Linked DNA regions of Zea mays: regions 1 and 3 are each linked to region 2. The links are chromatin contacts, called in public Hi-C maps. All regions are on one chromosome and are shown on one strand. The core of a region is the stretch at or near the end of the contact, and the rest is flanking DNA. Distances in the headings are between cores, read along the strand shown.

What was found. Hi-C and Micro-C count contacts between places; a contact is called where the count stands out from the background.
Region 1: a Hi-C map of ear shows a contact between it and region 2, with 2.0 times the contacts expected there. The contact joins the promoter of LOC100192977 here to the promoter of LOC100381631 in region 2. A contact is called at or near these places in 3 of 25 Hi-C or Micro-C datasets (ear, endosperm and leaf).
Region 3: a contact with region 2 is called in a Hi-C map of tassel, with 2.3 times the contacts expected there. The contact joins the promoter of LOC100500945 here to the promoter of LOC100381631 in region 2. A contact is called at or near these places in 4 of 25 Hi-C or Micro-C datasets (bundle sheath, ear, leaf and 1 more).

What each region holds. Positions count from the first base shown.
Region 1 is chr2:11,171,191-11,175,129 of Zm-B73-REFERENCE-NAM-5.0, forward strand. It overlaps LOC100192977 (methionine aminopeptidase), which reads left to right and starts at 1,822. Exons shown (of 10, transcript NM_001138151.1): 1 at 1,822-1,980; 2 at 2,122-2,200; 3 at 2,353-2,587; 4 at 2,822-2,983; 5 at 3,086-3,127; 6 at 3,249-3,320. The coding sequence starts at 1,917.
Region 2 is chr2:11,570,429-11,574,194 of Zm-B73-REFERENCE-NAM-5.0, forward strand. LOC100381631 reads right to left here and starts at 1,259. Exons shown (of 9, transcript NM_001174448.1): 1 at 1,074-1,259; 2 at 369-439; 3 at 106-286. The coding sequence starts at 434.
Region 3 is chr2:11,059,012-11,062,828 of Zm-B73-REFERENCE-NAM-5.0, forward strand. LOC100500945 (necrotic4) reads right to left here and starts at 2,427. Exons shown (of 8, transcript NM_001195848.1): 1 at 1,686-2,427; 2 at 1,012-1,087; 3 at 585-679; 4 at 1-71. The coding sequence starts at 2,243.

The sequences.
Region 1 (3,939 bases), core at 572-3,071, 400 kb before region 2:
GTGATTTGATTTTTTAGATAATGAAGACAAAATGTTCAGCCTTTTGCGGTGTCCTGCATACGACCTTACAGGTCGAAAAAATAACAAAACACCATCATAAAGCAAAATAACGTGTCTAAAAAGAACACATCAACAAATCAAGTGCCCTGTAATCTAGCATTGGCCCCCATTCGTTTCTTGCAAAAATCTCTATGGCCACCACCTCTATGGATCGACATACCACTAGGACCTCTTGGTGATCTTCTTTTTGCAACAACCTCTATAATTTGAACCAATATGTTCTTCTGAAAAAGGACTTATACGATTGATGGTATAGATTTAAAAGCAAAGGCACATCATTGCTACAAATCCAAATAGATCAAAATATCACCGCCACTCCAACTAGGAGTTATTTCTTATATGCGGTTTCCTTGTTAGCGACCTAATTTCTGGTTAAATGATTGATATTGTTGGTATGTCAAACAAAGTAAATAATTTTCTAAATATTTCTAGCAAAGTAACAATCAAAGAAAAAGATAATGGATAGTCTTATTTTGATTAAAAATTGCAATTCAAACTACGTTTGTACATGCACTTTGCTAGGTTGTCTTAAATGAGAACAACACCTTTCAATAAATATCACAGAAAAAATTAATTTTAAGGACTAGTTTGGGAACGCTATTTCCCTAGGGATTTTCATTTCTCCAGAAAAATTAGTTTATTTTTTATAGAAAAATAGAAATATATTGGCAAAATAGAGTTCCTAAATTAATCCTAAGATGGAGTTTTCCAAAGCTAGATTGTGATTTGATGGCTCCCCGAGTAGAGATGTCAATGGGGACCCGATACCCGCGAACCCATGGGGAATTCCCCTATTAGGGTACGGGTATGAGACAAAAATTGTCCCCATGGGTATAGATATGGGACAAAATCTCCACCCATTGGGTAAACGGGTATGGGTTTGGGAAGCAATAATCCGAACCCGATTACCCATGGGTATTTCATACGTGTACACCTGTCCTGTTTGTATGAACGAGTTGAGGCCGAGTCGGCCATCAAACCCGACAGACTCCATTTCTTATATTGGTCCCAAAGTACTTATTTCTTTTCTGATGGATGGAAGAATGGATCATGGTTCATGGATGAGTGCTTGCCGATGTGGTGATGTATGAAATCTGGATAGTTTGTGCTAGATGTTAGTACCTAGTTATCCTTTAATTGGGGATGGGGACCCATTGGGGACCCGAAACCCGAATGGGGATGGGTATGGGATGAGTTTTGTACCCATGATGGGTATGGGTATGGGTATGGGGATAGATCAAACATGATGGGGATGGGTCTGGGATGCTATAACCCGATGGGGAATTACCCATTGACATCTCTATCCCCGAGGGAGTTGCTTTAGGGTCTGTTTGGTTGAGCTGTGGCTGTGAAAAAAGTTGCTGTGGGCTGTGAGCTGTAGAAAAAGCTGCTGTAGGCTGTAAGCTGTTAAAAAGCTAAAAACCGTTTGGTGGAAACCACTAAAAGTCGTTAAAAATTCTTCGATATATGTTTTCACAGTTCCATCCGAAAAGCCAGTAAAAGCAGGTCTAGGGGTGCTTTCAGATTTGCACTACGAGAAAGTCGGCTTTTAGAAAAAGCTGCTTCCTGGATCCAGTCCTTTGGTTGGCTTTTGGCTTTTAGGGGGGCAAAAGCCAAAGCCAAAAGTCAAACCAAACACACCCTTAGTCCTTACCTACAGCGGTTGGAACCGGCCCGGCCCACTGACTTCTAGGAACAAAAAGAAGAGGTGAAAATCCATTTCCTATTTTCCTCACGTATTATCCTCTTGCTTGTTCGTCCGGTTCTTCGCCCTCGCCGCGCGGGACTACCAATCCAAACTGGCGACGACCCTGCTGCCACCCCACAGCAGATTTGAGGAGCGGACGCCCGTTTAAATGGCTATTGGAGTCCCATCCATGGAGCTCCACCGCTCCTCACCGTTGCTCTCGGGTGGCCGAGGTATTTACTCGGCCCTGTCCGTGTGATTGTTGATGTGAAGCTTGAAGTTCGTGGATGTAGAATGATTCTACGGGCATGTATTATTCTTTCACCTGTTACTGATTTGATCGCTATATGTTGTACTCTTCAATTTTTTTCAAGGAGGAAATACATGCCTACAGAAGAAGCCCTTCTTTGTCCAAGCAAAGAGACTAGTGGGGATGGAGAAAGCAAGTACGAGGTATAAAATCCACCAGTTGCTTTCCCTTCTATAATTCGAAATTAGTTGTCTAATAACGTACAGTAGGACAATCATTGCTAGTGCCACTTTGCCCTGCAACTGCATCCTTGCCTGTGTGCCGTTCTGACGCTTGCTGAAACTCAAACTCAAAGGCCAGGAACACAAGAGTCTGGACAGACAAAGAAAAGAGCACCCCTGGTTCGTGGAACTGTTAGCCCACCTCTTCCAGTACCAGGAAACATACCTCGGCCTCCTTATGTCGGCACAGAATATGTACCAGAGATAGCAAAAGAGATACAAATGCATGACAAAGAGGGCATTGTCCACATGAGAGCTGCTTGCGAGCTCGCGGCTCGTGTTCTTGACTATGCAGGAACGTTAGTGAAAGTAAGCATGCCCTTCAGCATCTCCACTATGTTTTATCTATCTTGTAGCTAATAAAAGTACCAGTTATCGTTAACATTATGTTTTTGCAGCACACTTTATAGCGCTCGGTTCTTTTCTTTTTCTTTCTAAAATTGGTGTGTTTGTTTTGTTCATAAGAGCCTTCTCCTTTTTCATCCATGTGGACTTCGTCATAATTATATCTTGAGTGAGAAATCTATTGCATCTTTCTATCAGCCCTCTGTAACAACAGACGAAATTGATAAAGCAGTGCACAAGATGATCATCGATGCTGGAGCCTATCCATCACCACTTGGATATGGTGGGTTTCCAAAAAGTGTATGCACCTCAGTGAATGAGTGCATGTGCCATGGAATTCCTGATTCACGCGAGCTACAGGTTCAGAAACCCTTACATTGACATGTTTTGTGCTAGTTCAGGGCCTTTACTGCACACTTCCACAGCCACCGCGACTAAACTTTTCTTGTTTGTGTTTTACAGGATGGAGACATAATTAACATTGATGTCACTGTCTACTTGAATGTACGTGTTTATCTTATTGGTCATATATAGTTAATGTCACTTCATGCTATTTATTTGTTTGCCTCAATGCCTCGTGGACTTGAATTTGGCTATGTCACCTAAAGTGTCATCACCATTTTAGGGTTATCATGGGGATACCTCAAAAACATTTCTTTGTGGAGAAGTCGATGAAGCCAGTAAACGACTTGTGAAGGTATCTACCCTTTTCTGTGGAGCAGATCTGTCTACCCTTTTCTGTGGAGCAGATGCAAACCTTGCTCTTGCAGCCTACTACTTCTGCCCCCCATGTTTTAGTTGTGTCCTAAAGGCCAGACTCAGTGCCGGACTGCCGGTGTGGGGTCCGTTGAAGGGATAAACTGAGGCAAGCCTTGCCCACAAATATGGACAGGCTGCTTCGAACTCGTGATCTAGTGAGTTAGTGAGACAACTCTCACTATTACACCAGACCCGTGAACTTAGTTGTGTTTTAAGTCAAACAAAATTTTTGTTTGGCCAAGTTTATACAAAAGAATACTAATGTTAATATTATCAAAGACACATTTTCATAATATAACTATTGGTGTCATTAATATTAGCATTTTTCTCTATACATTTGGTCAAACAACAACAACAACAACAACAAAGCCTTTTTGTCCCAAGCACGTTGGGGTAGGCTAGAGATAAAACCCCATATAAAAACCTCAGAGCTCAACCCCCAAAGAAAAGAAAAGGGAGACAAAGGCAAAGGAGAACCGAAAAATGATGAAACGGGGAAACACATAAAAAGAGATAAAATCCACAAGAACCAGCAAGATCTAAAGAGGCACAAGAAA
Region 2 (3,766 bases), core at 9-2,508:
GATTATAGTCAGACCATATTATGCAGCATTAGTGCATTCTATCTTGTGCAACAATGTACAGGTAGGTGTAAGCATCAACACAGAGAAACAAAAAAGAAGTCTAACCTCCAGAAAAGGGTGTGTGTGGCTGAGAAACATACACATTGGGCTGGTAGCCCAACTGTTGTTCTCCACCTTTACCCTTACCCATAAAGCTAGCTTCCTCTTGAACACCTTTTGGTGACATTAAGGAGCCTGCACCTTGGACGACAGTGGTAGATGTGCTTTCATCTTTTGTCAAAAGAAGCTGACAGACAAGAAACATATCAAACTTCATGTTTGGCAAAGACGAAGAAAACAAGGAACCAGCATTACTGTACTACTATAACCTCTTCGGCACCCACACTTGTGGAATGCTTGTTCTCAACTACAGTCTGTGGTTCCGATGGCACCATATGACCTGACGAAAAGGAACAGCCATGTGTAAGTTGAGTGAGCAGTATAAGGTGCATTGTGATGAGCGCAAAGTAAACCAATAATAGGATTAGGATGCCACTAACATGCCAAACCACGCACGAACTGGTTAAAGAAGTTCTCATGATACTGAATAAATAAACAAATACGGGTTCCGATTTCATGTGCATAGGACATCGGCGACGAGCTCCCGTTATACGCCGTGCAGTAAAACAATGCCGGTTCTTCAGGGAAGACAGAAGAGCACTTGAACACAGGGACACACACACCATGAAGCGACGACACCTATGTATGGCCGAAGTTTCACAAGTCCTAGACATTTGCTCAAACACAAATGATCAAATGCCCTGGCGGCGAAGCATCTGGAGTAGTACACAGGAACTCCCGTCCCGTCCCGTCCCTTGAAAGCTGATGGCAGGCGAACTTCACGTCGGGCATGGGGGTTCGAGTTCGACGACTGAACTCGAACCCCTCCGGAATTTCGGACAAATAAGCTACCGCTTAGCACTCCGCCAAACGAACAATCCGGCACGAACTGAGCGGAACCAAGCGTCCATCGGACAGAGTAGCGTTTGGAGTTGAGAGATCACGGCGGGCAAACAGAAGAGACCTCTCCTTACCAGCGAAAGGAGAGCCCAGTCCAGTCCTCCAGGTCCAGACGGATACCGTCTCCAGCAGAAGCGGAAGCGGAAGGAAGAGGACGCCTGCGAGAGCAGTGAGTGAGAGCTGGAGCTCTGCGGCGGCGGGAGGCGTGGTCGGCGAGCGGCGGGGCGGTGCTGCGGTGGCGAGAGCCCAGCCGATGCAGGAGTTGGGGACGGGAGCGGAACGAGGCGAGGGAGAGTGGGAGACCGGAGACGGGGGTTTTGCGAGTGGTCTCTGAACGAGTACTGAACTCGTGGGTGGCCCGTGGCCGAGTAGAAAAAAAGGTGGCTGCAGACAGTTTTGCGTGATTCTTCATGTTTATTAAACGTAGGATCGGACGGGCTGGAGAGATGGCATCCTGGATGTCATTTTATTAGCCACCCAAATTAGGTCCAATCTAGTACGTATGCTGGTGGGTTAAATCCCGGTCGAAACCAACGATTGAAACGCTGGATTTTTTTTCTTCTTCTTCTAGCGCGGCTAAATCCTTGGTAATTGAACTGGACGTGTTCTGTTGAATTCATTCGTACGTTCTTAGTAATTGAACCATACGTGGAGAAGTTGTGCGAATCTCATCTCATCTCATGCACGAGTCCCATGTGAAAAAGCCCTCAGGCAAAAGATGTGCGCGACTGCTCGGCAACGGTCACTCATTCGTGGCCTTGCTCGGTCCTTTTGTCACTTTCACCTTTCTCCAAACCATCTCGGGTTCTCGACAAGGCGACGTACGTACGTACGTGCTGACGCGGACCCTCATTCTTGGGAAGAAAGTTTGGGTTGGGAGCTCAAAAGCGAGCAGGCTTCGCATCGCATGTGCTCGCTGAGCCAGAGCGCAGGGAACGCGCGCGTATACGCGGTTTCCTCGCGACGTAGAGAACAAATCGAGCGCTGGGGTGCTGCCTGCACTTGGTTGATTAGAGATTAAGGCAGCCAAGGTGGAAACCTTTGCTTAGCTGTGACTCGTCGTCGTCCTTGGGACCTTGACTATAGATATGGAGAGAGGAGAGACCTCTGCCCGCGTTGTGGCCAGTGGTGAGAGCAACTTCACTAGTTACGTGCTCTAAAAGACTTTCTAAATCAATAATTTAGATAACTCTTTTTCTCTAATATAAAAATTTCTCTCCAACATTTCTCTAAATAAAGTTATTAAATTTAGTAATTTCTCATCTAACCTCCTCATTATTTTCTCTACATCTGAGGCGGGCCACGACGGAGACGAGGCGGCGGAGTGACACATTGAGCCAGTGCGGGAGCCGGGAGCACTCGCGTCGTCGCGCGGCGTAGGCCCGATACACGATCGTGCGGCCGCGGCGCGTGTACGGTTCCGGGCTTCTGGCAGCTTCTGGCCACCAAAAGCTGCTGCGGACTGCCAAACGCTCAGCATTTCAGCCAGCTTCTATAAAATTCGTTGGGGCAAAAACCATCCAAAATCAACATAAACACATAATCGGTTGAGTCGCTGTAATAGTAGGAATCCGTCACTTTCTAGATCCTGAGCCCTATGAATAACTTTATCTTTCTCCACACGTAATCGTAATGATACTCAGATTCTTCCCACAGACAGATTTTCAAAATAACGGTTCAGAAAAAAAACTGAACCAAACAGGCCCGATGACAGACCGCGGTGCGGAGAGTGGGATACCGGCCGCGATCGCTGCTCTGTGGTCTGTGCAGAATGCCACTAGGCCACCGGTGCCGTTTCAGCTGCGACCGCACCGCACCCAATTTCAGACACAAAAAGCTTTGACAAGGTGAAGCTGCAACGTCAACTAGATACAGGTTAGCGTTGGGCAGAATACTGACGCCTGCTCAGCTTGCCATCTGAAAACATCATGAAATTCTGCTCATGCAATGGCAGAAATTCCACAAGGGGCTTGCGACTGTGTGATACTGTATAATCAAACTACAAAAACTGCACTGCAGCTAATATAGCAAGCGCAACTCTGCGGCAGCACAGCATATGACAGCAACCGCAGTGAAAGGAGTTTGCACGGGGTGGAGCTTCTGTGTGTTTGGTTTCTTAGATGTACGCGTCCAGGTCCGTGGCATCCATTGACCGAGAAAGTGCACCCGTTTGGTTGACTGTGTGATGGAGCTCTAAACTGCACACGCGGATAAAAAAAAGCCATTTTAGAAGACATGGGTTGCATCCGCGGAGATTAGACCAGGTCCCGTATCCCACCATGCAGGCTTGGACGAGGCTGTACGTTTGCATCGGGGGAACCAAACACATGGCTTGTGGTCTGCATCATCGGCATCCATGCTGGTTGGAGGATGAGCACAAACTCTTACCTGGTATTTGGTTTAAGGAATAAGTTAGTCCAACATCTTCTCGCTACTTACTTTTTTTGTTTGGTTTGTGGAATAGAATTATTTGATCCATCAGTCTCTCATTCATTATAGTTGGTTTATAATAACACGAAGAATGAGGTCATTTCACTAAATTTGAGAAATGGACTCATGATGCACTACTTTGTCTTGAATAGAGTGGTTCTCAAACCAATGCAAACACATCCTTAGTCGTGCTCTCATGTCTGGCCTCAGCTTGCCGTCACAACTATAAAAAAATTATCATAAACTATACGCTTTTAGAAAGTTGCATACTATATTTTTAGCAGCAGAAGCCTTTTCTATTGGACCAAACATAGCCTAGAGCTGGTTTTAAATTGCA
Region 3 (3,817 bases), core at 1,177-3,676, 510 kb before region 2:
TAATCATCACACCATTTTTTGAATCTTGGGTGAAAACTTGGATCAAATTTATCACATGCTTGCTTTTGAACCTGAAATCAGACAAAAATGTTAATGACAACAAGTACAAAGAAGCCACTGAAGTGCTAGCTAGCTAGCAATAGTTGTTAACTAACTTATTGACTCTTCTGTCTGTTCTAATTCCTCTCGAGATTAACACAAGGACTTTGCCCGTAAGAAACAATAAACAATAAAAGGTGTGTGTAACTGCATGGAACTGTGTTTTGCATGTACTAGTACTGAGGTGAAACACCCTTACACCCACGTAGACTGGAAGACACCTTTTTTTAGAGTAGAGCAACTGTAAACGATACCAAGAACCTAATTGACCCTTTAACTGCATTTAACACAACACCTAACACCGAAGACCCTTGACTAGTTCACATCTAGAGTGTAGAAATGGAGCAAAACAACAGTACCAACTCCATAGGCTAGCCTAGCGTAATACTGTCTAGGAAACATTTAAGCATTGTCCAAAACATCGAAGTAGAACACCAAAGAGTCTTGGGTGCACGGTTTTGCAACATGTAGGGAGTGCTACATACAGAATGGAAATGCTTCACGTCCTCTTCAATGATGTATGAAGGAGTCAAGTCAGTACCACCGCCGAACCACCATTGTCTTGGTGCACCAGGTGCATCTGCAGTTGGATGTCATAACAGATAAGTATTGAAAATACCATCTCCCAACAAGATATTTACAATATGCAAAATGATTGTAGTGCACATGATCATGTTCATAACTTGGGTACCTTGTTAATGTAAATAATATGAGCCCAGTTCTCTTACCAATATCTAGAGGAGTTTGTCTATTTTAAGCCAATACTCACTAAATGCAAAGTATAAAACATCTAGTTCATACATGGGTCTTTGTACATGACGGTGGCAGACACATTGAAGCACAAAATCCAGTCAGTGTGCAGGATATTAATTGCATCATAATACTTCAGGATTTACTACGATAGAAGGATACCTTTTGGTGCATCCGTCTCAAAGTAACGGTAGTTAAAATGCAATGTTGGAGCAAATGGGTTCTTGGGGTGAAGCACCTGGAGAAAAAAAAGTAAAACTATCTTTAGTCCATGTATCATAGGTTAACACTAGAAGACTAATGTATTGCCTAAATTGACTAAAAATTTCATAAACATGAATAGTAGAAGAGCAGCATTATCATTATAACAAACCAAAAGGCATGGTACACATAGGGGTGGTAATGGATCGCGATCCAAATGCTTATTCACAAAATGGTAGGGCCCTAAATAAATTTTAGTTCAAAAATGAATAGAAATAGGGTCCGATCCTAATACGATCCGATCCTTAAATCTTATAATGCAAAATTTAGAGCACATTGTCACCCCTAGGTACACATCAAGTATAGTAGAACAAACGAGCTACAATAGCAGGGTATCTAAAGAAAACTATGCATTTCAAGTCATAGCAGTGAAAAGATGAACCATATAGCTACAATAGGGTCATTATCTGATTATAGTATGCAATGAGCAATATCTAGAAACAAAAAATGGGAATATGTACACTATGACTGCGCTCAGGAAGCCAAAACAGACAAAAAAAAATGCTAAGGTGCCAACAGGTCTACAGGTACAGGTTCGTCAATCGTCTAGTCAATGCAGCAGGAAAGACATTTACCGAACTAATCCCCGCGGCGAAGAATGGCACGGGGCCAGGCTTGTGGCCATCCGCGGCGGCGGCCCCGTTCTTGGCGGCCTCCCCCTTGGCGGCGCGGTAGGCGTCGGGCGGCATGACCCCGTAGACGACGGAGACGTTGACCCCGGCCTTCTCGAAGACGCGGCCGTCCTGCAGGACGCGGCTGATGCCACCGCCCCCGCCAGGGCGCGACCAGACGTCCTCGACGAAGCGCGCGCCGCCGCCGTCGGCCTCCTCGAGCGCGGCGCAGACCTCCCCCTGCACCCGCCGGATCATGGCCTCGAACCGCGCCCGCACGGACCCGGACCCGTGCCCGTCCTCGCGGAGGAACGTCGGGGGCGGCTCGCTCTCCGGCGTCTCCTTCTCGATCGCCACCGACGCGCGCACGCGGAGCGCGCGGCTGCTGCGGCGGGGGGCGAGGCCGAGGCCGCCGCGCGGGAGGTGCGCCTGCACCGGCACACGCCCGCGGAGGCCCGCGGGGGCCGGCGCCGGCGACGGAGCTAGGGTTCGGGACGGGGCGGAGAGGAGGTTGGACGCCATTGGGTTTGGGTGGGTGGGTGGTTTGGTTCGGCGAGTGGTCGATTAGTGGTTTATGTAGGCGGCTGTGGCCGCCGGTGGGCGGCGCGGGCGGGATGCGGCCCGCGGTTTTGCAGCTGGTGAGGGAGGGTCAAAAGGGGAGGGAGGGGGAGGGGGGAGCGAGAGCGAGCTCCCGGGTTATGCTATGCTGCTCCTCCTCTGCTCCAAGGGGATAAGGAAACGGATCATGTTTGTTCGGGTTCGGCGCTCTCGCGATTTTCAGATTCTGCGAAAGGGATGCCTGCTGTGACGGTTTAGGATGGCTTTTAAAGTTTAACAACAACGAGACGCTAACACTTCAAAGTTCAAACAACAACAAGGTGACGGTAAAAAATGCCTCTGAGGTTGGATTTACAATCCTGTTTCCATTCATGTTCCGCATGTTTGGTTGGCTTCTTCCGATAGCCCGGCTGTATGAGTCAGGTCGGCGCGAGCCTGGCTCCAAAAATGCGGCCAATTTGCCCGCGTCTGTAGAGCCTGGCTCATGGTGCTTTAACTTTAAGTATCATACGAGTCTGACTCCATATCTGCACGCAGGTAACCAAACACACACCTTACACGCGTAGAGTCTGGTTGACAACAATCAAACAATAGCTCATTGCATCTCGCGATGTAAGCACCAGCAAATATAGGCAACCAAACACATGAGTTCTGAACCTGTTATGTTCACTCAGTCGTTGTAATTAAGGTAGGTTTATATGGTCAAGTGATAATAGATCTCCGACTCGGACCCCTCCTGGCCTCCATAATGACAAGGAATATAAGAAGCTGTATATACAGGTTCTTGTGTTCACTAGACCAGGTCACTTGTTTCTGAAAAACAAAGCGAAACATTGGTCGCGATAATTGAAAGAAGAAAAAAAAGGGTCGATTACTAATATAATGTCGAAGTCAAACCGTGGAAGATACAAGTCTATGGGTTCCAGATCAGGCTTTATTTTTCAGGCACCGATTGTATACTCTATCCAAGAACCTGTCACAGATTGTACACTCTATCCAATAACCTGTCAAACCGCTATTCAGCCACCCGTAGGGATTAGGAAAGGGTACGTAGAAATTGAGAACGCTGCCAACATCTCATAGTCTCCAAGTGCAAAGGCAAAGGAAATGGATACATAGTAATGTTAGAATCACAAGATCTCTAGGAGTAGACTAGTGGGGTAATCTGTTTTTTATCGAGTAATTTCGCGTTCCTAATTTCTTGGAAAAAACAACATTAGATTGTTACGGTCCGTGGGAAGCGCAGGCGTGTTGGAGGATGCAGATCCGTCCGCCATCAGGTTCGTGATGAAGGTCGGTGCAGCGAGGTTGTGACGGTGTCTTCGCGTCACTGGTTGCGCACCCTCTCTCAGATCGATGTTAGGGTTTGTCGGTGAGGAGTACGGCTCTAGCGAACTACGTCATCTGAGCCGCCGGACCCCACCCTTTTTATTTACAGTGTAGTATGAGAGTGTGTGACAGAGACCCACCAACCATATAGAGTTGGGCGTCCCCTACCAAGGCGCAATCAAAGGCCCAAAATGTTCGTTGAGCCATCT